Regions from separate parts of the Mus musculus genome. Here regions 2, 3, 4, 5, 6 and 7 are each linked to region 1. A link is a contact called in public HiCAR-type, HiChIP or PLAC-seq and promoter capture Hi-C data. All regions are on one chromosome and are shown on one strand. Each heading gives the region's core, a stretch centred on a gene start, on an enhancer-like site or on the middle of the called end of the contact. The rest is flanking DNA. Distances are from core to core; before and after follow the strand shown.

Evidence for each region. Promoter capture Hi-C pulls out the DNA fragments that hold promoters and counts their contacts. HiCAR-type assays count read pairs that join an accessible place to other places. HiChIP or PLAC-seq counts read pairs in DNA pulled down with a chosen protein or histone mark.
Region 2: a contact with region 1 is called in an H3K27ac HiChIP or PLAC-seq map of microglia, with 5 times the contacts expected there. The contact joins the promoter of Ctsh here to the promoter of Snhg5 in region 1. A contact is called at or near these places in 3 of 39 promoter capture datasets (hippocampal neurons, liver and neutrophils) and 2 of 115 datasets of contacts at active chromatin or transcription factors (embryonic forebrain and microglia).
Region 3: a contact with region 1 is called in a promoter capture Hi-C map of pre-B cells, with 7 times the contacts expected there. The contact joins the promoter of Cyb5r4 here to the promoter of Snhg5 in region 1. A contact is called at or near these places in 11 of 39 promoter capture datasets (the 3T3-L1 cell line, 3T3-L1-derived adipocytes, the C10 cell line and 7 more), 2 of 484 Hi-C or Micro-C datasets (B cells and CD4 T cells), 4 of 115 datasets of contacts at active chromatin or transcription factors (astrocytes, embryonic forebrain, forebrain and 1 more) and 1 of 9 other capture datasets (adipose tissue).
Region 4: a promoter capture Hi-C map of pre-B cells shows a contact between it and region 1, with 9 times the contacts expected there. The contact joins the promoter of Rwdd2a here to the promoter of Snhg5 in region 1. A contact is called at or near these places in 1 of 39 promoter capture datasets (pre-B cells), 2 of 484 Hi-C or Micro-C datasets (B cells and CD8 T cells) and 2 of 115 datasets of contacts at active chromatin or transcription factors (astrocytes and pro-B cells).
Region 5: a HiCAR-type map of astrocytes shows a contact between it and region 1, with 4 times the contacts expected there. The contact joins the promoter of Prss35 here to the promoter of Snhg5 in region 1. A contact is called at or near these places in 1 of 39 promoter capture datasets (liver) and 2 of 115 datasets of contacts at active chromatin or transcription factors (astrocytes and embryonic stem cells).
Region 6: a HiCAR-type map of astrocytes shows a contact between it and region 1, with 4 times the contacts expected there. The contact joins the promoter of Tbc1d2b here to the promoter of Snhg5 in region 1. A contact is called at or near these places in 2 of 39 promoter capture datasets (liver and pre-B cells) and 1 of 115 datasets of contacts at active chromatin or transcription factors (astrocytes).
Region 7: a contact with region 1 is called in a promoter capture Hi-C map of pre-B cells. The contact joins the promoter of Morf4l1 here to the promoter of Snhg5 in region 1. A contact is called at or near these places in 8 of 39 promoter capture datasets (the C10 cell line, the HPC-7 cell line, cranial neural crest and 5 more), 1 of 484 Hi-C or Micro-C datasets (B cells) and 3 of 115 datasets of contacts at active chromatin or transcription factors (astrocytes, large pre-B cells and pro-B cells).

The regions. Positions count from the first base shown.
Region 1 is chr9:88,520,842-88,524,525 of GRCm38.p6, reverse strand. It overlaps Snhg5 (small nucleolar RNA host gene 5), which reads left to right and starts at 1,629. Exons shown (of 5, transcript NR_040721.1): 1 at 1,629-2,042; 2 at 2,145-2,219; 3 at 2,551-2,608; 4 at 2,810-2,876; 5 at 3,078-3,474. LOC115487267 (a small nucleolar RNA gene) reads left to right here and starts at 2,658; the gene lies at 2,658-2,729. LOC115487269 (a small nucleolar RNA gene) reads left to right here and starts at 2,926; the gene lies at 2,926-2,997.
Region 2 is chr9:90,052,661-90,056,138 of GRCm38.p6, reverse strand. It overlaps Ctsh (cathepsin H), which reads right to left and starts at 1,872. Exons shown (of 12, transcript NM_007801.3): 1 at 1,505-1,872. The coding sequence starts at 1,589.
Region 3 is chr9:87,020,204-87,023,808 of GRCm38.p6, reverse strand. Cyb5r4 (cytochrome b5 reductase 4) reads right to left here and starts at 1,780. Exons shown (of 16, transcript NM_024195.2): 1 at 1,556-1,780. The coding sequence starts at 1,630. Ripply2 (ripply transcriptional repressor 2) reads right to left here. Exons shown (of 4, transcript NM_001037907.2): 4 at 3,368-3,605.
Region 4 is chr9:86,569,866-86,573,408 of GRCm38.p6, reverse strand. It overlaps Rwdd2a (RWD domain containing 2A), which reads right to left and starts at 1,421. Exons shown (of 3, transcript NM_001145969.1): 1 at 1,352-1,421; 2 at 346-572. The coding sequence starts at 546. Pgm3 (phosphoglucomutase 3) reads left to right here and starts at 1,567. Exons shown (of 13, transcript NM_028352.4): 1 at 1,567-1,679; 2 at 3,002-3,207. The coding sequence starts at 3,004.
Region 5 is chr9:86,742,368-86,745,855 of GRCm38.p6, reverse strand. Prss35 (protease, serine 35) reads right to left here and starts at 2,223. Exons shown (of 2, transcript NM_178738.3): 1 at 2,050-2,223.
Region 6 is chr9:90,268,772-90,272,363 of GRCm38.p6, reverse strand. It overlaps Tbc1d2b (TBC1 domain family, member 2B), which reads left to right and starts at 1,595. Exons shown (of 13, transcript NM_194334.2): 1 at 1,595-2,012. The coding sequence starts at 1,653.
Region 7 is chr9:90,113,054-90,116,409 of GRCm38.p6, reverse strand. Morf4l1 (mortality factor 4 like 1) reads left to right here and starts at 1,590. Exons shown (of 12, transcript NM_024431.3): 1 at 1,590-1,874. The coding sequence starts at 1,835.

The DNA.
Region 1 (3,684 bases), core at 380-2,879:
AGATAAAATAAGGTGAGCCTTTAAAAAAAAAGAATAAAAATACATATTAAAATCATTTTGAAGATAACATTCATCTAAAAACTTTAAAAACCTAATACTGTAGCTGTGGAGATGGTTCTAATAGATAAAGCATTAGATTTGCAGGCCTAGGGACTTATAATTGTTTGAGTCCCAGAACCACATAAAAATGTTAGTTGTGGCCCATGCTTATAATTTCTGAGCTGGAAGGCAGAAACAGAAGGATCTCCTAGACTTGTGCTCAGCCAGTCTAGCCTGATTCCTGAGCTCCAGATCAGTAAGAGGCCCTATCTCAAAAGGGAATAAATGGTGCTTGCGAGGATAACACCTAAGGCTGCCCTTCAGCCTCTGCATGCATGTGTGTACCTGGGCACATAGATTTAAAAAGAACCAAATTAAGACCACAGGCTTGAAATGTAGCCCAGAGGCACAGTCCTTAACCAGATGCTGTGACAAGCTTTTACCATGTGATTCTATTCCCTACCTTCTTTCTATGGCAAACCTTATGTGATGTTCTTACCCAAACGGCTTTTATTCACTTATTACCATTACTATCACATGTGTGCATGATGTGTGTGAGGGCATGCATGCCACAGTCTATAAGTATGGTGATCAGAGGATAACTGTTAATGTAAACTGACAGCAAATGCACACATAATTAGTAAAAAATGCTACAAAATAAAGACCCGAGCTTCCAAGTGCTAAAATATCCAAATGTGTGTATCCATACATTTAAATTACTTTGAATTATATATTTGACCTTTGAAGTCTTAAGTTTTTTTCTGCAGATAATTTAGAAGGGAGAAACTTAAAAAATAGCAAAGGATAGCTATGTGACCTTAGGCCAACTGGCGGCTTTTGACTTGCTTTCTCCTCTGTGAAACGGAATGTTTAACTTCTCAGCATTCTGACAGTATAACTGTCACTAGTGTCTGTTTCCCGGAGTGGGAGACTTGGGGGGGCGGGGGAATCTGGTGTTGGACCTGGTTGAGCGCCCAAGCAGGCGTTGGATAAGCCTGCACTGGACAGCATGGCTGTCTGCAGACCAGCGGCACCCCCAGAATGCAGGAAGGATAAACGGAGAGCTTTTCGGTTTTCACCCGCGTAATTCTGTCCTCCCAGGTCCCTTCGGCTGCCCCGCTGAATACACAAGCGCAGCGCTGGCCACCGTAGCAACCAAGCTTCTCCACCAGCGGCGCTCAAAGCTGCCTGCGCGGCGAAGTCAAGGCCACTCCCTGCCGCCGACCGTCCGTGTCGACTAGGCTCGAAGCAGGCGGTGACCTCGCCTCCAACTGCGGCAGTTCGTTTGAATTCTGGCGCCACTCCCACGCCACGTCGAGCTGAGCCACCCCGCCAGACTCGGAAGAGACCGGTGGCGGCGAGCCAGCGGGAGCGCGCGCAGCAACGGAGATGCACGCGGCGGCGGGCGGGCGGCGCGCACCACGCCCCGGAATGGCCTGTAAAAAAAAAAAGAGGTCCAAGGCGCGCGCTCCCACGCGTTGCTTCATGAAAAGCCACGCCCCCACGTACTCTCGCGTCCAATCAGTGACAGAGGGAGGGGCAGCCTCGATCTCGCACAAAGGAGACTATAAAAGGAGCTGCGGTGAACCGGGCTCGTTCTTTTACGACGGAGCCTAAGATATTCTTTGTCTTGTCGGTGAGTGAGTTACAGTCGGATGACCAAGTGAAATATAGGGGTGCAACGAGGATTTGGAGGCTTCTGAGACTTGAACTTAGGGTACTGGTGTAAACTTCCTCGGAGAAGTGCGCAGCAGCTAATGATATTTCGGGATTGGAGTCTGGGCCCCAGTGAGATTCGTACTAAGCGGCCTGACTGAAGGCCGCATGCGTTCTAGTTCCTGAGTCCCCGCGTGGGTAGGTTTTTACAGCAGGGTTTGCAGCCTTTTGTGCTGTTCCGAAGGTACTAGAGTCACCGAAAGAGACATCCTATTATATGCACGTTCACAAGGACAATGGCGCCATTGTTCTTCGCGTCTTCAAAGCAGCTACAAGAAGAAACCAAGGTAAAGGCGATGCAGCTTCTATATTTTAAGAATATTGTTATAGTGCAATAGGAAGTGATGTGTGATGCTTAAATTTTGTTTTTTGATTTTTCATTATATTAGATGGAGGGGAGCCCAAAGCATCTGAGAGAATTGATAAATGAAAGAAACATGCTTAAAACATGACCGTTTTAAAGGGTGTGTATTGAAGCCTAGATTTTTTCCCTTGTAAGCATGCAAACATACCGTTGTGAAGTAAGAATCCGGGTTCCTGGAAATGTATTGTGAAGTAGTCCTGGCCAAACTACTCTGGCCTTTGCAATTTGGAGTGACTGTTGTGAATGCATGGTGTACAAATTGATTGTACAAACAGTTGTGAGACATACCGGGTCAGAACAGTGATGAAATACATCCCGAAGATGATGACCTGAAGATAAATGCAGCTTCTGAGAGAAGACCATTGTGTTTAAGTGGTAGTCTTGTTAATGCAGTTCTTACTCATAGCATGTCATGGTACCTCTTTCTGTAGTGAATGCTGACCAGTGAGATGCCAGCCTGCGTGTGAAGATCCTACAGCAGAAGTGCATGTGAGTGGTGCTCTGTTTTGTTTTCTGCTGAGCTTACTGTCGTTGGTCTAGTCTATGATGATCCTATCCCGAACCTGAATTCCTGTTGAAAAACCATAATTACGGATCTGGCTTCTGAGATGGACCATTGCAAAGGACTATTGTGTTCTTCTTTAATGTTGGCAATGACGTAATGCCTGTGTTTTTGTTTTTATATTTTAGGGCCAGTGACACAAGAACTTGCGAGAGATGCCAGTCCGCCTGTGAAGATCCTGCAGCAGGAGTGCATGTGAGTGGTGCTCTGTTTTGTTTTCTGCTGAGCTTACTGTCGTTGGTCTAGTCTATGATGATCCTATCCCGAACCTGAATTCCTGTTGAAAAACCATACTTACGGATCTGGCTTCTGAGATGGACCATTGCAAAGGACTATTGTGTTCTTCTTTAATGTTGGCAGTAACATAATGCCTGTGTTCTTATTTTTATATTTTAGAGCCAGTGACACAAGACGTGCGAATGAAAACTAGATGTGACCATCCAGAAAAAGCATAGACAAAAAAATGCAGTCTTAGTACTGGGATGTTTGAGATGGGGTCTATCTACATGTCTCTAGCTGTCCCTATCAGGACAGCATCTGGTGTGGCCTGCAGAGTTGATTCCTGTACTTTTTTTTTTTTGTGGGCTGTATGTAAATGGATTGTTTTGACAATCCATTCGACAGTGTTCTCTTCTGTGAAGGTCATAGGTGAGCTGATTGACAGACACAGCTGTACAGACTGAATGCAATCCTGACTATAAAGCTGCAGTTCATCATTATGAGCTATTTCCTTATTCTGGCAGTGATTGAAATAAAATGGGGAGTATTGAAATAAAAAACATTCAATTGCAAATATTTATTCAATTCTTTTTGTGTCAGAAGATTAACCAGAGTGCCCTGGTACATGGTTCATTCCACTTCTGTGGGAATTGGGTTTGCAAAGTTACTGTGCAAAGCGCACTGTCAGCTCCCAAACTAGCTAGCATGATCATACACATTATCAGGTTTCCCTGAGAACTTGTCAAAAAATTCCCTCCCTACCCATTTCTTAATTGGGGGGGGG
Region 2 (3,478 bases), core at 623-3,122, 1.5 Mb before region 1:
TTTAAAATGAATGTTTTTACATAGGGCTTGACACATGCCTGGAATCTCAGTAGTTGGAGGATAGACAAGAAGATCAGGAGTTCAAGGTCATCCTTGGCTAGTAAATGAATTAAAAACAGAAACCCAAAAAGGCTGGAGGGGCTCTCAGGGTCCCATCTCTGCCTGAGGATTTATAGGTTAGTTAATAGTTGTGGGGGTGGGGGATTGGCCGCGGAAGGAAAGATACATTTTCTTCAGTGGTGTAGTGGCTGGTAAGGTAAGGTGACCATGTTTTTGATAACCCTAATAAAGCCCAGAGGGTCACAGAAAGATACGAGGGAGGGAGGAATGAGGAGAAAAGGGGATGGGGAGGGGGAGAGAGAGAAAGAGAGAGAAAGAGAAAAAGAGGAGAGAAGAGAGAGAGAGAAAGAGAGAGAGAGAGAGAGAGAGAGAGAGAGAGAGAAAATGAGAGAGAGACTAAGTTTCTAGACTGATTTCGCTGATACAGTCTGAGTCCGGATCGTTTGGGATGTCTTCACACTGCCCGGGAGATCCCCAGAGACCCAAGTCAGCACAGCAATATGAATTTGCTACGTGGCATTTATCTCTCTCTCTGAAAGCCCTAGTTCCAGTGAGTTACAAAACCAAAAAGAAAGAAAGACAAGCTGGTAAGAGAAAGTAGAAATGGGAGGGGGAACAATAGAGGGTAATGAAGGCTGAAATATATCAGGATATATTATAAACACTCATGAAAATGTAATAATGAAACTTATTATTAAGTACAATTAATATATGCTAATAAAATCTTTTTTTTTTTTTTTAAAGGAAGTTTTGTGTGTCCTGCGGAAGGACCATCAGCAGGGCTAGGAAATCCCAGACCACCATCTACTCTCAGCCAGGGGCTTTGATTGACCGGCTCTTTACACTTAAAAATGGCTGGCGCGCTTTAACTTCTGTTTTCACTGTCCATAAATAAACATCTATTAGAACCAGCTACCCGTAGCTGCGTTCGTTCCACAGGTTCCAAAGGTTCGTTTGTAGCCTTTAGGAGTTGCTACAGAGACCAACGTTGTACACAGTAAAATATTTACTGGTTAGTCTCCTGCGGTTGCACTTTGCCAAGAGTTGAGGCGACTTTCCCGAGCCAGCTTTTTCCAGGCACACCACAGACGCTAGGGTTAAAACTTCTGTGGGTGCCCCATGTTCCGCAGGGCAGGGAGTCACCCCAGCACGGCACAGTCGGACTAATAACCCAGGCAGGGCGATCCCCGGGGAGGCCAAGTCCACGGAAAGTACAGGCTGGGATGTCCCGCTCCCTCCCGTGGTGGGACAGGAAAGTTTTGTGCCCTTAGCTGTCCGGCAGAAGGGGCTGAAGGCTTCTGTATCTAGATCTGAGCCAAAAGGACTCTAGGTACCTGCCAGCCTGTTCCTCGGATCACGCAAGACGCGTGTCCCCCGAGACTAGCCCGTCCCTGTTCTCCCTCCGGTGCCCTCGGAGCCCTGCGCCCCACTTTCTCCCTCCTACCTATGGCGTTCACGGTCAGCTCGGCGGTGGCCCCAGTACTCAGCAGCCAGGCCCCAGCGCACAGCAGCGGCAGCGCAGCCCACATCTCGGCGCTCACTGCCCGGTCCCACCGAGTGCCCTCTGAGCCCAGCCTGTGGAAAGGAGGTGGGGCGACTCTGGCCTCCGCCTAGGTGATGATGGTTCCTCTCCTGCCCCCTGTGGCCATTACACTCCTGCTCTTGGGAAGAAGGGTTCTCAGGGTCTGACCCTGAAGGCTAGTCCCTGCCAAGTGGGAGGAAGCGCAGCCTAATCCCCAGTTTCCTGTCTGTCCCCATCTCTGGTAACTCCGTCTCCGTGAAGGTTTCTTGAACCATAGCTCCCTGGCCTTCCCTATAGCTTGAAATGACTTAACCAGAGGGCTGTCTGGACTGCTCACCCCCAACAGGCATTTGGGTTGCTTCCAGGCATTTGCGTTGCTTCCTCCTCCTTCCTCCTTCTTCTTCCTTCTTCTTCTGTTTTGGTTTTTTGAGACAGGGTTTCTCTGTACTCACTTTGTAGACCAGGCTGGCCTTGAACTCAGAAATCCACCTGCCTCTGCCTCCCAAGTGCTGGGATTAAAGGTGTGCGCCACCACACCTGGCTCTTTTTTTCTTCTTACAGTCCCCATATAGCCCAGGCTGTCTTTGAACTTGTAACCCTCCTGTTTCAGCCTCCTTTACAAGTTTCTCCTGGCAGCCCATGGCATTTTGATGAAGGCAGAATGACCTTCCTCTCCTGAGATTCTTTGGTCAGATTCTGTCTTTCTAGTGCCGGGGGAAGAGATTCCAGAAGTCTTTTAGAATTAAGTATAGTAAGGTGGTTCTCTACCTGGGGGTCAAATGACCCTTTAAAAGGGGCCACCTAAGACCATCGAAAAACACAGATATTTATATTATAATTTATAATAGTATCAAATGTACAGTTATGACATAGCAACAAAAATAATCTAATGGTTTGGGGATCACCATAAAATGAGGTTGAAACTACTGGTCTAGTGGCTTTGACCAGTTTTCAGAATTCTATTTAAGAAGCCCTGAGGCTACGGATGTAACTCAGCGAGCATGGTCCATCATGCACAAGGCTCTCATATAAGCCTTGAATAAGTTCAATGCCTAGTACTCCTATAAACACACACACACACTCCCCCCCACCCCCCCCAAATAGCCAAATAGACAAACCGAACCAAAAGCCACCACACAAAGGCACGTCTTTCAGATACTCTGGACATGTGGACACTGAATCTACACTGATCGGTTCTGACAGGCCTGGAGTATGGCTCCAAGGACAGATAGTGTGCAAAGGGCTCCCATTTTAGGATATCTGACTTGATGTGTGTACTGGCTGGTTTTGTGTGTCAACTTGACACAGCTGGAGTTATCACAGAGAAAGAAGCTTCAATTGAGGAAATGCCTCCATGAGATCCAGCTGTAAGGCATTTTCTCAATTAGTGATCAAGGGGGAAAGGCCCCTTGTGGGTGGAACCATCTCTGGGCTGGTAGTCTTGGTTCTATAAGAGAGCAGGCTGAGCAAGCCAGGGGAAGCAAGCCAGTAAGGAACATCCCTCCATGGCCTCTGCATCAGCTCCTGCTTCCTGACCTGCTTGAGTTCCAGTCCTGACTTCCTTGGTGATGAATAGCAGTATGGAAGTGTAAGCCGAATAAACCCTTTCCTCCCCAACTTGCTTCTTGGTCATGATGTTTGTGCAGGAATAGAAACCCTGACTAAGACAATGTGTTTCTGAAAGAAAATGAGATTTTGTATCTTGTAATTCATGTAAAAGAGTTGTCTATGAGTCTAGGCCTGGGGCCGAGAACAAAGCAGAACAGACAGGGCTGTTGTTAAGACAGTCCTAAGAACAGCTTGATTGTACAAGCAGGGCTATCTTGTCTGGGTCAACACCACCTGGCCGGAACCTCCCCTCTGTCTACTGCCCCTTGACGCCAGGTAAAGTCATAC
Region 3 (3,605 bases), core at 531-3,030, 1.5 Mb after region 1:
CATTACAGTTTCTCAATAAACACTGAACAGCTATTGCATAAGGAATCTGTCTCTGTGTAAGATTCAAATTGGTGAGATTTGAATAAAGGGCGTAAGGTAAGGAATATCTGCTGAGTGCGTAGCAATGCTGTGCTATGGAAAAGTCTCATCTCAGGCCTATGAACAAGACAACAACAACAACAACTGGTCACGCGTACATACACCTGAGCCAGAATGTGACTGCGATGAAGTAGTGGGTCTTGGAAAGACATCTCTTTCCTACTCCAAAGTTCTAGACTTTTAACAATTTAACAATCAGCCTATCTGGCTGAGTTCCATTTTTGAAAACTTTATCTGACTGTTTCATTGTTTTATGCAGTCCTAACTCTGCCTCTCAAGGGTTCGAGATTGTCTCATTTCATAACAAAGAAATTAATCCTACCTGAGGGTCCTATTAAATTACACAAAGATCTTACTTTGCCCTCTTTGGGGACAACAAAACTTACTTCTGCTATCGCATCTAAGGAACTTGCTGTCTTTGCCTAGAAGTTTTCTCCTTTAAATGAATGCTGAGAACATAGCCATTTTAATGAAGAAAGTCAGTTACTGACGTTCTCATTCTACAAAGGGCAACCTTAGACTATGGAGCCAAGCACTTAGCTTAAAGAGAGAGCAAGATACCCAGTTGATGGCTGGTGAGCAGAGGCGCACACACAGCAATGAAGGAAATGTCATAATCACAAGCTTACGTGACTGATAGCAGACTTTCATCAACCTATTTCTTTTTACCAAGAATGAAGATAGTAAACGTCCCTAGCTTCAGGGTAACTGTGAAGATTCAATGGGCAAAGGAAAAGGACTCCAGATACACATGGCCATCAGTGAGCCCACAAAACATCTTAGTGCTATGTATGATTAAAGCTGGGGACAGACATTTCTGAAAAATAAATGAAAACCTCAATTCCTTTTCTGATCTAAGGGCAAAACCTCAGATCTAAGTGGAGAAGAATGGAAAGTCTCAAAGTCATATAAAATAAAACTCGAGAAAGGAATCGAGTAGCCCAAGAAGACAGAAGTCTCAAAAGAAAATACCAAGATGTGGTTACAGAATAAGGAACTAGCAAAATAACATAAGAGCATTCGCCTTGCAATGAATACACTACACAATTTGTACTGAATTTTGCAACTATATATCTGTATTTCCACCTGCTGCTGACAGTAACCATATTCAACAAATAGACAAGAGCATGGTACCAGATTCAAAATCAACCAGGGGTGTCTACAGATGAGGCAGTGCTGGAACCACTGGCTACCGTATACACAGAGGAGTGCGACTTGAAGAGGTGGCACTAAATCTGACGGCAGGTTTGCAGACTCCAATCATCCCTAGCCACCGCCACTGCTCAGCCTGGATCTTTGACCGTAAAGAACAAAAGACTGGAGAGGACAGCTTGAGACAGAAATGCAACCATGCCGGAAGCGGGGTGCCGAGTGGACTTACCGCGGCCAACTTCAGCAGCTCAAACACACTTAGGGCGTTTGAGTTAGTAGTCGAACGAACGGCGTCGCCACTTACCTTGCTGCGCCCCTGGGAGGAGACGCGCTGCTGGGAGCCGGGGGCCGGGAAAGCCTGGGAAGGGACGTTCAGCATCCTGGGCCCCCGGCTCGGGCCGCATCCGGGCTCCGCCACCGGACAGGCTGCCCTGGTGGGACCCCAGCGCCCACCACCGTCCGTGCGGGCTCCTTGGCCCGGCCGAGGCCAAGCCCCCGACCCACTTCCGGGGTCGCCAGGGGTCAGGCGCGTCGTGACGCAATCACGCTCACGAGAGGCGGGGCGGGGGCGGAGTCAGAGGAAAGGCTCACTCACTCTGTGAGCCCGGTCGCCCGGCTTGGGAAGGGGTGGCTGTGCGGGGGTTGGGGGCAGGGCAGCGCATGCTCAGTTACTCTTTGGTCCTAAACTTCAGCACCACAAGGAAATGACAGCTTTCTGCTGAAAGATCAGAGAGTGAAGCTGTTCCCCAGCCCTGGTGCTGATAGAGGCCGAGGGTTATTTCTGGTAGAACAAGAAGACCAGTGCCTGTCTCTTGATAAACAACAATTGAAATATGAAAGAAAACAACACTATCAAAACGTTCAGACTGCTGAATAGTTCTCTCCTGTAAAATACTAAGCTCTAGGAAAGAGGACTTCACAGTTTCATGAGCTAAGAAGCCGAACTCAAGCAGCCTCTGCTGTGGGTTAAGAAACGTCACGTTTGGGGAACCAGTCTGGAAAACGAGTAAAAGACGTTTCCAGACGACGTTTCCAGAAGACCTTCTCTATCCATACACTCACACATTCTTCCTCCTCCCATAACTCTTCACTTTCCCTGAAATCTACAAGTAGCTCACTCCTAAATAGAGTGATTTGGTTTTGGTGTCATCCTTGTATTTAATGGCCTATGCACGCTACTTTTTATTAAAGGAACATTTTGTCTGTATAGGCTTGGGTTTCTGTAAGAAATAAATGGCTATATCTAAACCATATACTGTATATATTAATAGGCATGTAACAAAAGACAGGCCACCTTATACTATCCTGATTTGTTAACAAGAGAAATTCCTAACACTGTGGGTCCATGTTAGTGATACATTGGCTTTTTCTTTTTGCTAGGAAAATACACAGATCCACAGGGTGGAATCCAATAGAAAGAGAACATTTTCCCAAAGAGTAGTTCTAAATAACCCATCCCATTCTCTGTGGGGTTCTAATTTTTTCTGATTCTGGACACATCATTTACTCCAGCTATGTAGTTTCCAGAGTCCCTGGGAGTCAAAGTTGTGATAATGTGGTTTAATATTATGAGAGAGTCTGTGGATATGCTTAGTCATTCAAGCACGGGACATTTCTTAGCTAGCTAATTACCTCTCATCTCCACCTCTACCCATTTTTATTCTGGAATACTGCAGGAAAATATTTTTGGTATATTGTCAGACAAGCATTGAACTTGCAGTTCTCCTGCCTCATCCTCACAAGTAGCTCAGATTATAGATTAATAAAATATGTTTGTTTGCACCTGAACTGCTGAGCAGGTGATTATATAAAAACTAAAAGGACTTCATGAGCATAATCTACTGTGTCACCCTAACCATGCAAGTCCATCGTCCATCTCATTAAAGTATGGAATAAGTTTTCTTCTGTGATGCCTATGTAAGAAAAATCAGTCACTGAGGATTTATTTTACTCCCCAGAAGAAGATGTTTATATGAGAATATTGTGAGCGGGAAACTAAAGCAAAAGGAAAGTGGATAATGTTGAATTTTATGTCTTCCAAATCTTAGCTTTATCCAGGACAAAAGAAAAGAGAGCAACTTCATGTTCTCACCGTTTTTAGACTCTGTACAAATCATTCAAATTTAAACCTTTTTTTTTTAATTATAGGAATCCTTCAACATATACAGAAAGTACTGAACACCAGATTAAAGACAACAGGAGAATATCAGAGTGAGAGTCACACTACTCCATACTTAATTACAGTCCTTAAGATTTAAGTGACCCAAGATTGTTTTTCTTTCTCAACTATAATTACTTAAAGCATTTCCCTATGAGCAAGCAAACAAATACTAATATCCGTGAGAATAGTAGCA
Region 4 (3,543 bases), core at 172-2,671, 2.0 Mb after region 1:
ACTTCATTAAAGTCTGTCTGAATTTATGGACCATCTCATGTTTGGTACATTTTCCTTCCAAACGCATCCTGGGATTTGAAATTGTCTATTTGTTACCTGGACAGGAAGCTCATGCTTTGGGTTTTCCAGTTAACAAGTGGATACCTGGGGCTATGCCATTAAGAGCACTGGCTGCTCTTCCAGAGGATCAGGGTCCAATTCTAGGTTCCCACATGCAGTTCTGGCCTCCAGGGGGCACTGCATGCACATGATGAACAGACATACATGAGGGGGAAACACGCATACACATTAAAAGCAAAACACGATAGGCACCCAGAAACACTTAGGACCAATGAAAGCACCCACCTTGGGCTCCTCAATTTGGAGCGTGATGACAAATTCGATGTTGGGTGGGAGCGCCTCCCTGGTGCCTTCCAGATACCTCTTTATGTTTGTTAGGGCGTTTACATCTTCGAGTTTTACTTCTCCTTGATTAGGAAACATAGAAAACAGCATTTCCATCTCCAGCAGCTGAAGCTGAAGGCTTTCTTTTACTGACCCTGACATGTCTCCAAATCAGCCGGCTTGGAAACCTGGAAAAGGCCCAGAAATAATGGGGTTGTAAATGACGACTGGTGTCCAGGAAATTTTCCCAAGGTCCCTTTTCTAAGAGGCAGTCCCGCTGTTTGTAGAGAGCTACGGGCACGCATCCATACACTTTAGATTTCTCTCCTAGCCCCCCCCCCCCAATCTAGTACGCACAACATCCTTTAAAATGCTCCCTCAAACCCCAGAATCCTTGTCTCTCCTTCCCACCCTTGCCGGCCATTCTGGAGTCTGCGCTTTCAACAGGTGCTCGGGTGACAGATTTCGTGGCCGGTGGTTGCAAACACCTGTATTCCTGGTCAGCCTCAATCCCGGGAAAACCAGGGACCGGCCCGGGAATCCCACTTGGATCTCAAGCCTGCGCAGCTAGGAAGGATGCCTGCAGTGCGGAGGGGAGGGCTCTAGGTCATCCCCGCCGCCAGCCCCCATCCGCAGGCCCCCTCGGAGGACAGCCTCCCCGGACCGCAGTGGGGTGCAGCATCTCGCGCAGGTGCATAGGGACGCCACCGCAGAGCCAGGGGCTGGGAGGAGGGGTCTCAGCCATTTCCACTTAATAAAGTGACGCCTAGGGCTAAGCGGGTGAAGACCCGCGGGGATGACGCTGACCTCGCCTGGCAGGGGCTGGGCTGGGAGGTGATCTCGGTGGTCGGAGGGACGTCAACGCTCCCGTTCTTTAGGGACCCGGGACCCTGAGGCCCAGGCTGAAAGGCGCAGCTGTCCACCCCGGGAGCTAACCTTCGGCCCGCCTTAGCCGCCTTAGCCTCACCCTTTCAGATCACTCAAGCCAAGCAGCCCCGAACCCGCTCCGAACCGCAGCCGCAGTTCCGCGGGCGCGAGCAGCGCGCGGACGGCTGGGGGGCGGGGCTTGGCGCATAGGGCGGGGCCACAGACACCAACCCGCCGCGATTGGTCGGGGCGGGGCTTGGTGGTGCAGGGGCGGGTTCAGCGGCCCTTCCGGGCTGTGATTGGTGTGGGCGGGGCGTCGGGCCGGAAGCAAAGCTGGGCCACGTCTGCGAGGTCTGAGAGAGTTGGTTTGGTGCGCACTGCGCGGCCGCGTCTCGCCTGTGGAGAGAACGTTCTTGCTCCAGATCTAGGTGAGCGGGCGTGGAGAATGCCGGGCCGCTGTGGGTGGGGGTTCATCGGCAGCTGAGGCTGGGGCATGACTGCCGGACCTACCTATCCAACGCTGCGCGCGGCCCAGGTGCCTGAGGTCCTCGCGCTGTAGTGCGCGGAGCCGCGAGTCAATCAGTAGCTCGGAGCAGGATGCATCCCCAAGGGTGGCAGTTTGAATGAAAGAAGCAAACACTGTTAGGGCTTTTAATAAACATTGCCATACCTAATCGAAATTAGTTCGAGAACTCCAAATGCATTAAAGGGTGGAAGCATGCCGTTGTTCTATGACTGTGATTTTCCTTTGAGAGTTCTGAATTTCGTAGGAGTGGTTGACGCCCCTATGAATAATAGGGATACATTACCAACGGGTCATTTTTTTTTTTTTTTACAAAATTATATTCGTCCTTGTGGACAAAAGTTTGATAACTAAAGTAGCTTGGGAATGATCTATTTTACTAACCGGAGAAAAGCAAACATTTCCCCACACTTCTGGTAGTGTTGTGTATAGAAGCAAGGAAGGACAATAAAGCGAGGAGGTGTGGCTGTTAGCGGAGGGACAGCACCCCCTCTCTGGGCAAACTAGGATAGAGCTGACCCAGGAAGTACAGTTTGTGGCTCTGCAAATACACCGCTGGCCGAAGTGGAAAACCCGAGTTGAATGAATTGGAGGTATCCCACACTCACTTGTTTTTAAATGACAGGTTGGAAGTAGCATGGTAGATGTTAGTTGTTTTTGATGTTACTTTAGAAGGCTGCCATGCCTGTCTTTATGGAGATTGGTGAGGCTTCTGTGAGATGGCCTAGCTGATGGGGGTGGGGGTGGGGTTGGGTCTCAGACCAGAGGAAATGACTGTCCATTGTTTTTCTTTTGGGACTGTTTCTTTCTAGCTTGAGAGGAACAGCAAAAGAGCCACACGGATTCCAGGTTTCTGACCTTCAGCCTCAGCCTTTCACTGGCCGCACACCAGACTTTATATGATTAACCGAGGCCCACACCGGGAGTTGACCCTTCTGTAACATAAAATGATGGTGTGATGGCATTACTTTAGGACAGTTCATCCTGAAGACAGAGTGGAATAGGAGTGGACAGTGGCTGGTGTCTCTCCCGAGTCTGTCCTGGAGGGTATGGTTTAGGCAGGGGCTTCTGGGTAATTTTAACTCCAGGGTCTCCTTTTCTCTTCCCTGCCTTCCCAAAAGTGGTTCTCTGGAGAGGGTCCCATTGAAACAAATGTGCTACATTGAGTTGGCAGTTTACCAAGCAGTACTTGAAAGCTTTCCCTTCTTTTATTTCTTACTCTTGTAGGCATGGATCTGGAGGCTGTGTGTAAGCGCTCGGCACTCCATGCCAAGCCCCAGGGGCTCATTCTTCAGTATGGGACTGCTGGATTTCGGACCAATGCCCAGCATCTCGATCATATCATGTTTCGAATGGGATTGCTAGCTGTCCTGCGGTCAAAGCAAACAAGATCTACCATTGGAGTCATGGTTACGGCCTCACATAACCCTGAGGTAACAAGGTGCTGTCTTTATTTACAAGACTAAGCTATAGTGTCTAAGAATCTTGAACTGAAGTCCACACACTTTTTTTTTTTTTGGATTTTCGAGACAGGGTTTCTCTGTATAGCCCTGGCTGTCCTGGAACTCACTCTGTAGACCAGGCTGGTCTCGAACTCAGAAATCTGCCTGCCTCTGCCTCCCAAGTGCTGGGATTAAAGGCGGGCGCACACATTCTTTCCCTCCCTCCCTCCCTCCCTCCCTCCCTCCCTCCCTCCCTCCCTCCCTCCCTTCCTCCCTTCCTCCCTCCTTCCTTCCCTTCTTTCTTCCCTCCTCCCCTCCCTTCCCTCT
Region 5 (3,488 bases), core at 974-3,473, 1.8 Mb after region 1:
GATGGTAAAGTTACTCAGATGATTATTTTACAGTAACCCACAACTTCTGTTTCTCATCACAATAAAAACTAAAGCCTCCCTTTCTTTTCTTTTTTTTCCTGCTATTTCTGCAGGATACGTACATCTCAATTTATAAAATGTTTCGCTGTGTGTAAATCAAATTGAGGTGAATGGAACTAAGGTAACCCCAAGGGTGATCCTTCATTTGCTGGCATATGAGGTGCACCGTACATGACTCTTGACTACGCTTTATTTTTTTTTTAAGTTGGATCTTCAGCAAAGAATAGTTAATAAATGCATTATCTTTGGTAGTCACAGTGTATTTCGCTAATCACATATCAGTTTACCTGTAGGGAAATGTAAAATTATAAAATAATGATTTGTAAACTAAGTTGATGTTGGTCTTTCCTAATGTTCCCAATTCAGATTTCCCATCTGTCGTGTCTAAGGTGAAGGAGCTCCAGCATTCCAGAATTCCTGAGTCCGGTGCTTCTATTTAAAATGGATTTGTTGGATATTTGAGAATTGGGCACAGAAAGAAAGGCAGTCTATTCAGTAGAGAAAGTTGACCCACAGTAGCAGCTTCACGTGTGATGAGCCAAGCACATACTGAGGGCTCTCATATTTTAAAATATCTGCAAAAAAAGTGGAAAAGAAATGTACATAGAACTGTCTCACATGAGAGTCTTCTCTAAAATGAAATCCCATGCACCGTTTGATTGGCACTTTCTAGCCTGGCTCTTATTTGGCTAGGATTTTAACATTTTCTCTGCTAAATCATAAACCAGATCTTAAACACAATTCTCCAGTCAGCAAGTTATGACTTTTATAATTCTCTGTACAAATGAACTTGGCGGCGGGGAGGGGGGGATGTCAGAAGCCAGAAAAATTAATAAAGACAGGGAAGAAGAGACTTGATATACCAGACAACATCTTTCTGCATGTGTGTGCACGCCTTGGTTCTTGTGAGTAAATGGAACCCCATGGAAGTCAGAAGACAACCTTGAGTGTGGTCATATGCCAGGCTAACCCCCTAGAAGCTTTCACAGAGTCTCCTATGTTCTCTCCCCATCTGCTATAGGGCACTGGGATTTCAGATGTATTCTATCTCCTCTGGTTTTCTGTGGGTTCTGGGGATCCAAACTCAGGTCTTCATGTGTGTGAGGAAAGCCTTCTATTTGCTGAACCATCTCCTCAGCCCTGAAGAGCGACTTTCCAAATTGAAGATGGTATGGAAGTCAGATCAATCAGGCTTGGGAGTTGCTGCAACTTTCCAAAAATTCTTATTATTATAAAAGGTCTCAAGATCTCACACACCCATACACAGACACAGACACACACACACACAGAAAGACACAGACATATATACACACACGTACACACACATGCATATTTACACATATACTAACACACACTTACATACAGTCAGACACACATACACACACACCAACACACAGATGAGGCAAGAGAAATATTTAATCTCCATGTGCCCTTCACTCAGCTTTGGTAATTCTCAATACTTGGTTATTTTTTCAATCCACTCACCCCTGGCTGGTCCTTTAAAGCAAGCCCAAGATCTCCACTTCATCTCACCTCCTCGTCCCACGGGTCTTCCACTGTTCATTTCGCTACCCAGGCAGAAGGGAGAGGAGAGAGGGCAGGGCGACAGAGAGAGAATGAGGCAGACAGAGGCAGAAAGTACTTCGGCAGCAACTTAGGGAAGAGACAAACCTCTTTCCAGGAAAAGTTTTTACACCTTTTCCAGTGACATCTGTTAATAATCACAAAAATAAAGAGGGTCCCCTCTGGTACTGTTTAAGCAGAAAGCATTCCATTTGTATTCCAATGCAAACATCACTCACTCCTCGGATGTTAACCTTGCAGTGGCCGTTACTCATTCAGAATGGAAGAAGGGTGGTTGATCTCTAAAAAACAGCCAGCCTGTGATCCCTTCTTTAGTGCTTTTCTGTGTTCCTCCTGTGGGTCCTGCCTTGTTCAGGAGTGGTCCAGCCTCTAGGGTGCCCTCCTGTGCAGTGAGTTCATCCTTACCTGAGATGCTTACTGTATCCTCCCGTCCCAGGGGCGCTGCCCAGCAAGGATCCGGGTGGATGCAGACACTGGCTACGGAAGGTGCCAGGAGCCTAGTGGGCAGCAGAGTGCAGGGTCCTCTCAGCGGAGCTTCCCCGAGTCCGGGACCAGGCGAGAGTGGGGCTGCTGCACTGAGTGGCTGGAGATGGGAGGGGAAGGGGCGATGACGCTGACTTAGAGGGGAGGGGTGGGCGGATCCTGCTTACACACCACTGCATCCCTGCTGCACACCGATGGTTAAGAGCTAGAAAAAAACTCTAAATGGGTTCGCAAGAATGTAGGCACCCAGGGCGTGTTTTAACCAATGTTTTAAAAACAAAGCAGCAAAAACAAGAGGAGGAGGAGCGGCCAGCATGCCTAAACCAACTTAATCAGTATTAGCACGAAGGGAGTAAAGGTTATGGTTACCTCCAACCCAAGAGTCTCCATCTAAGGCCAAAGGCAGAGGTGAGGAGCCTACGCTGGGACACTGGGACACCCAGGGAGCAACTTGTGCAGCCTCCTGTGATTCACTTCTGTAGCTTTATTTTGAGCCAAGTTTGGCATACTCCCACTCCGGTCTCCACAGAATTCCCATCACACTCTTTCTGTTCCTTTCTTCTCTCCTCGGGATGGGGCACTCCTTTGGGATGGAGATTGTATGAGGAAAGCATTGTCAGCATTCCTTCTAGGCTCTGCCCTACAGTTACCTGGCAACAGCTAGGTATGACTGACTCAGTAAAAAAAAAAGGGGGGGGCTATTTGCCCCCTCCTTACTTATCCTCTTGCTCTCTTCCCTCTCTGTACCCTTCTCTCAACATTCCCCTCCCACCTCTCTCTCTCTCTCCACGTGTTCATGGCTGGCTTCTCTCCTCCCTTCCACTCCCCTCCCCACCCCTCCCCTCCCCACCCCTCCCCTCCCCACCCCTCCCCTCCCCTCCTCTCTTCTCCTCTCCTTGCCCCCCTTCTCTCTTTCTGTCTCTACTCCCTCCTAAACTCCCTTCCCCCTGCCCAAAATAAACTCTACTCCATACTATATCACACATATACTATATATGTGACTGGTCTCTCAGGGGGAAAGGATGCCTCAGTATAGACCCACAGAGGCACCCCCTTCCACCTCACCATACCTCACTCTACCAAACATATCCTGGTTCTTTCTTTCTTTCCTTTTTATAAAACACAACAAGCTTTACTTTTTCAGCTTTTACTGGGAAGCAGGTCTGGAGCAAAGAAAAGAAACCCCGAGTCCTGTATTTGGAATGTAGTCCAGTGTATGGGGCATTCACGTAAGCATGCCCAAGACTTAAGGTTTCATCCTCAGAGCCTGTGCTCACAACTGCCCCCTGACTAACCTCCATAGCCCCCCAACACAGAGAGAGAGGGGGGGAGGGGGAGAGGGAGAGGGAGAGGAAAATAAA
Region 6 (3,592 bases), core at 346-2,845, 1.7 Mb before region 1:
GGGGGTGCATAGGGTTGGAGAGATGGCTCTGCAGCTAGAAGCACTAGTCCCTCTTGAAGAGGTCTTGGATTTGGTTTTCAGAACCCACGTGGTAGCTCACCATTATCTGTAACTCCAGCTCTATGGGATCATGCACCCTCTTCTAGTGGTATATTTGATATGTCCTCACAAATATAACTAGAATGTCTACTTCTCTTTGGGAAAGGTGAGCTTTGTACTCATCCTTCCTTCGCCTGGAATGCTGTTCCCCTCCTCAGTCTCTAGTTACCGTTCCCCCTCCCATCTGACGTAGGTCTCTGCTCACTTCTTAAGATCTGCCTCCTCTGACCAACCTACAAAAGTAGCTTACCTTCATCTTCCTTTACAAACTCCATCCTTTTACTATGTTTTGTTTTGTTAAGCACTTAAAAACACCTTGTGAGGTTGTTCTGAGGGTTCAAATAAGTTGATACAGGAAGTACTAGGAAGCTGGGTGGGGCTAGCACATTCCTGTAATCCTACCACTTGGGAGGTGGAGGCAGGAAGATATCCAAGGCTCAGTGCCAGCCCAGGCTATGTGGAGAGAGCTTGTCTCAGTCCTACATTCCCGACACCCTCAAGTAATCACTGGCAAGTGATGTCTTATAGTTAGGGTCTCTATTGCTGTAATAAAGAACCATGACCAAAAGGCAGGAACCTGGAAGCAGGAACTATGGAGGACTGCTCCACACAGCTTGCCCTCTTATGACTCGCCCGTCACTGTTTCCCCAGCCTGCTTTCTTACTTCATCCAGGACCACCTGCTCAGGGGTGGCACGGTCCACAGTGGGCTGGACCCTCCCACATCAATCATCAATCAAGAAAATGCCTCCCAGACTTGCCAGCTTCCCCCCCCCCCCAATTAAAATTCCTTTTTCCCAAAGGACTATAGCTTGGGTCAAGACAACAAAACACTACCAGCACAGTGGTATTTTAAGCAACCATCCTTATTTCCAGGTCATAAGGGCATTTGTGCAGCAAAACAACTTCTATTTGTTTGCCTTTTAAAATGTGTGAATTATTGTTGTGCTTTATTAGAATATAATCTCCATGAGGCTAGGAAGTCACTGCCAAGTCTCCAGTGTGTGAATCCTACACAGAACGCCCTCCATAAATTTTTTTTCATTCAGTGAACAAACCAGGATGTAGAGAGGCAGTACATACTTTGGCTTCCATTCACAAACTCTACAAATATTTACCGAACACCCACTCTGTACCAGGCAACAGGCGCTCTCATTTTCGTAGTATGAGCCTATGACTGGCTGGACACGGATTTTAAAATCAAAGCTTATTCGGAGTTCAGGGCAGTGTTAAGTAGACTTTCCTTAGTTTTTTTTTAGAAACCCACTCGTGGAATCCACGCTCGCATAAAGAAACAGAACTTTTTCTCCCGGGATAGGGCGGACCTTGAATGCCCAAAAAAACAACTAGTAGAGGACGGGTGGAGCTAGCCTGGATCGCTAAAGAACCCAGGCTACCCACGCTGCGGGGGCGCGGCGGGGGCGGGACTACAAGTCCCAGGCTGCTCAGCGCGCCACGGCCCTGCGGAGGGCGCGGCGCGGGGAGGTGGGCGCTGCGGCGGCGGCCCGGAGGAGCGCGGGGCGGGAGCGCGGGCGCGGGCGCCGGCGGCAGGCCATGCCGGGGGCCGGGGACGGCGTGGAGGAGAGCTGCAGTGGTGGTGAGGGAGCGGTACCGGGAACAGGCTCGGAGGCTGGGGCGGTGGCGGGACGGGAGCCCTCGCGGCTGTGCGGCTACCTGCAGAAGCTGTCGGGCAAGGGCCCGTTGCGCGGCTACCGCAGCCGCTGGTTCGTGTTTGACTCGCGCCGCTGCTACCTCTACTACTTCAAGAGTCCCCAGGACGCTCTGCCGCTCGGCCACCTGGACATCGCCGACGCCTGCTTCAGCTACCAGGGCCGCGATGAGGCTGCGGAGCCCGGAGCAGATCCGCCCACACACTTCCAGGTGCACAGCGCCGGTGCAGTCACCGTGCTCAAGGTGGGACGATCGCGCCCCGGTGCCCACTCGTGTCCCGTCAGCAGATTTCCCCCTCCACCTTCCTTCCTTGTCCCAAAGGCCTCCTCCTGTCCTGCCCAAGCCTCTCTTTGCCACTGCCTACTCTGATTCCTTCCTCATTCTTATCTTTTTTTGCCCTTTACCTGTGCTTGGACTATGAGGCTGAGTCAGGGTTGGGGGTTACACAGCTAATCTTTTGACACTTTGACCCATTATCTCCCGATACGCCTTTCCTCGCTTCCCTCCTGTGTCCACGCTCACCATTCCTTGGATGCTGTGGGAGACCCTCCCACAGTTGCAGGCTTCCACCCTCCATCCCTGCCTAATTTATAACTCCTCCTGTGACCTTGGGTCCTCTGAAAGACCCCTCTGTGCTTCAGCTGCCTGCTCTGTAAAGTGGGGACAACAGTATTGGGATTAAGTGGTTTCCACTCTCAAGTGTTTAGTAAATATGGTACATTGAGTGCTATAGCCAGAGGCAAGTGATACCAGGGCCCCGGGAACTAATTTGCCACAGCCCCCTCTAGAGAGGTCGGGGTACTCCAGCAGTGCCCACTCTTGCTTCTTGGAAAAGGTGGGAGGGGTTGCTTCAGCTTATGGGAGGCTTCCTTAGGCTTCCCCAGAGAGATTTGAGTATTGGAGGCTTGGCAATGGTCACCAGTCCCGGGGCAGCATTTCCCTGTTGCTGAGAGTTCTAAAGGCCAGGACCTTGACATCTCCTAGGAATGGTCCTGTTTGGAGCACCCAAGGGCCTGGACCCCTGGCCTAGGGCTGGGCTGCCTCTCACTCTGGGCCTTGCTCCCCGCTTGGTTCCCTGAGTCTCCACCCTCCTTTTTCTGGCTTCTCTTCCGTCTTGCAAGCTGGGCTTTCTCCAGAGCCACAGGGCTGGGCTTGAAGCAGCAGCCCTCTCAAAGCTGGCCAAGTGGAGAGTGGCCTTGTGAGCATGCAACTGTTCCTGAGCTCTGCAGACCGTGCAGCAGCTGGAGCTGTTCCCTGAAGCCCTTTCTCAGAGCTTTGTCGACTCAGCAGAGTCTGACTGGGGGAACAGGGGTGGAGGGGGGGGGGATGCTGTGATGTTCCCCCCCACTAGCAGATGCATAAAATGTTTCTCTAAAGGAAGCCAAGCAGGCCTGCAGTTCAACTTGAGGTAACTCAGTGTCTGTGTAAACTTGGGACTGGCTCCCAGAGCGTCCACAGGGAGCTTTGTCAGAGGCAGATGCTTGCCCTCTGTGTACATGTGGACCCTGGTGAATTTCCGGTGGAATTGCCTGTGAAAAAAAGAAAACTGAGCTTCCTGTTTCAGATTCTCTCAGATAGCTTTAGAACTCTCTCCCTACCAGGTCTTTCATTTTTTAAAAGCATCTAAGCAGCGGCAGCATCTGCCTAAGTGAAGTTACAGTGCTTAATGGACGGCTTTGGACCTGGATAGATTTGAACTTGCAGCCTGAGTCATCAACCATGTGGATTGGACACATTTTATCACTTCTCTGTCTAGTTCCTGCTTTGGTCTAATAGGAATTTCACCCCTCCCCCGCCCCCACCCACCCACCCCCCCCTCCCCC
Region 7 (3,356 bases), core at 341-2,840, 1.6 Mb before region 1:
TCTTTCATATTTATCTCCCTCTACCCACCCTGGACATCCAATTGAACGCTGTCCTGATTTTTTCTTTTTTTTCTTTTTGGTTTTTCGAGACAGGGTTTCTCTGTGTAGTCCTGGCTGTCCTGGAACTCACTCTGTAGACCAGGCTGGCCTCAAACTCAGAAATCTGCCTGCCTCTCAAGTGATGGGATTAAAGGCATGTGCCACCACTGCCTGGCTGCTGTCCTGATTTTGAATCAATGATGAAAATGTTCACTCTTATACCTAGCTTCTTCTGCACAACATACTTCTGTTGATTTAAAATCAGAGAGTGGAAATAACATGTGTGGCAAGGATGTGGGAAAACAGGTATCCTCAACTTGCTGGTTGAAATGTAACCTGAGAAAACTTTTCACAAAGTAGTTTAAAGTACATCAGAACCAGGTTTGGTGGTGCATACCTCTAAATCCAGCACTTGGGAGGCAGAGGCAGGTAAATGTTTGAGTTTTGGCTAGCCTGGTCTACAGAGCTAGTTCCAGGACAGCCAGGGCTACACAGAGAAACTTGGTCTCAAAAAAAAAAAAAAAAAAAAAAATAACTGAAAAAAAAATAGAGACAGAGTTTCAGGAGCTAGACACTGTGAGTTCATGGTCCTCTCAGTCTATATAGCCAGTTCCAGGCAAGCCAGGGTTAAATATATTTAGTAAGACTCTGTTGAAAAGAGAAAAGGCTTTGACATAAAGGTTTGCCTAGGATAATTAGGTAGCTACAAAGTGTGGAAGGGCTTCAAATATCAGGGTGACTGTTTTCTGACTTATCTCCCTAATTAACAGCTCTGATCCTTTGTGTGCAATTCATGTAATTTAGTGGGTACAGGGGTACAGTGTTATTTCACAGCAGAGTACATTAAGGAGTTTTTGAACATAGGAACAATGTGAAGAGAGGTTTTGTTGTTGTTGTGGGTTGGGTTTTTTTTTTTTTGAGTATACATCCAATACTACCCCAAAGAAATAAGATGGCAAAAGATGGTACAAAGGGGTTAAGTATGGAACCTTGACTTTGACAGCAATCCAGGTTTGCCCCCTTTAGTGAGACTAAGTACTTCAAGAGTCAGAAGCTGCAATCTACAAATAGTCATGGGAACCGGACCCCCACCCCCTCCCAACCCCCAACTCCCTCAAACAGGGCATGGCTTTCTAGACACCGAAGCTTCTGGAGAGGATCACCTTCTCACTCGCATCTAGCTTCATTTCTGGCTTCCAGCGCTCTCCTAGGCCAAGTCCTGGTGATGCCGTGGAACTCAGGCTGCAGAGACAGTCCTGTCCTCAGGCCACTTCAACACCCCACCACATTTACCTGGCTTCATTTCCTATCTAAGCATCTGCCCCCCTTGAGTTTTTCCCATCCTTTCGTCACTAGCTAGTGATTTACTTATTCCTTCCTCTTTGTCACCTACAGAAAATAAAAATCTGGGTTTTAACAAGCCTCTGGGGTCTGGATACTTAGAGGGCTGGGGTTGGGGACAGGGGCGGTGGTGGATCGCGGGCGTGGGGGGGGGGCAATTGTCTCCCACTCCCCTCCCCCACCCTGCTGGCGTCATCCGAGGTCGAACTACCAATCCCGGCATGCCTCTGGGCGGCACGGGCGCAGGCTTGTGTGCGTAGCGGTTAGCCGTTGGCTGAGGCGGCGGCTGCGCGGGTCGCGGTGCTGTGAGGTCAGGCGGCGCTGGCAAATCGCGCCCAGGATGTAGAGCTGGCTGTGGCCGACGGCGCGTCTGACGCTGAGTTGGGTGGGGTAGAGAGTAGGGGGCGGTAGTCGGGGGTGGTGGGAGAAGGAGGAGGCGGCGAATCACTTATAAATGGCGCCCAAGCAGGACCCTAAGCCGAAATTCCAGGAGGGTGAGTGTGCCGCTTTGGGGAGAGGCATCTAACGGTGCACGGGAGAGAGGCTGACTCAGGGCGCTGGAGGTTTGGGGGTCGGGGTCGGCGGGGCTTGCGGCCGGGGGAAACCGTGCAGGCCTTGCTTTGTAAGGGGGAAAGGCGCACTGCGGAGGGTAATCTCAGTGCGTCATCCGCGACAGTGCTCGGTGGCGCGAAAGCGAGCCCCCGGCCACGGCCAGGGCCGAGGGCATCTCCGTGCGTGTGGCAGAGCCTCGGCGCTTGTTTGTTTGTTTTTCCGAGAGCGGAGAAAGTCTATTGAAGGGAGGTGCCCGGCGGGCGGGTGAGCGATGGCGACGGCGACGGTTGGGAGGTGATGTGGCGTGGGGGAGGGGAGCAGCGGCAGCGCATCCTCCCCGCTTAGCTCTCGGCCGCGGGCCGCGCGGGCGACTGTGGGCCGAAGGTTCGAGGCTGTTGGACAAACGAGCGGCTCTGTCTCGGCGTTGTGTGGAGTTCTGCTGTTGGGAGGACAGGGGATGGGGGGTGGGCTGTGCGCCCCGCGGCGGGAGAACTGCGTTGTAAGATGGCCGCGGCAAGATGGCCGCGCCATCATGGCTGCCGGCGTCTCGCAGCTTACACGCAGCTTCGGGCCAGATGCAGCGCCCCCTGGCACGGCGATCACGCGCAGACCAGTTCCTCCTCTTGCCTCTGAGTGATGGGTGGGGACAGAAAAAAAAATAAAACTGGAGCCGCCCGAGCGAGTTCCTAGGCTTGCTGTTGCCTGAGGGCATCGTTTTGCTGTTTTTGGAGCTGTGCGCCAGGGCCCTTTAAGTACTCTGTGCTCTGCCGAGCGGTTCTCGTGGAAACAGTTTTTAGTTCCTCCTTAGGGCGTTTCCATCTTGAGATGCATGGCCTCTTTGTCATTTTTAAATACAGTAGTTGCTTGACTGGTTGTAGTAGTATTCGATTTTAATGGCGATTTGAAAGCTAACGCTTATTAGTTGGCTTTGACTGAGAACGTTGCTGATGAACGGTTACTGCTAATGGAAAGCAGTTACTCGGTTCTCACAACTCATCTGTCGAGGTGATTTACTGATATACTAAAGGAAATAAAACTATAAGCATAAAAAGGAACACTTTAAACTTGTTACTGCCAGATACGGCCGTCTGTGTTTATCATCATACATGCTGGGTCCAGGCGCTTGCGTAACTCCTGTTCTAGGATGTTTAACCAGTAAAGTGCCAGACTTTTAAAAGTCTCAAGTTCCAAATCGAAACGTTTTAATTAATCGATGTACAAGGACAGGCGGATCTCTGAGTTTGAGGCCATTCTGGTCTACTTAGAGCTTTTCAGGACATCCAGAACTATACAGAGAAACTCTTGTGTGTGTATGGGGAACGGGGTGTTGCTCTATACCCAGTGGAGGTTCAGGGAGTGTGGAGACCTGCGCAGGTGGATGGATCTCTGTTAGCTCATTGTCCAGTCAGCCCATGGGTGAGCTA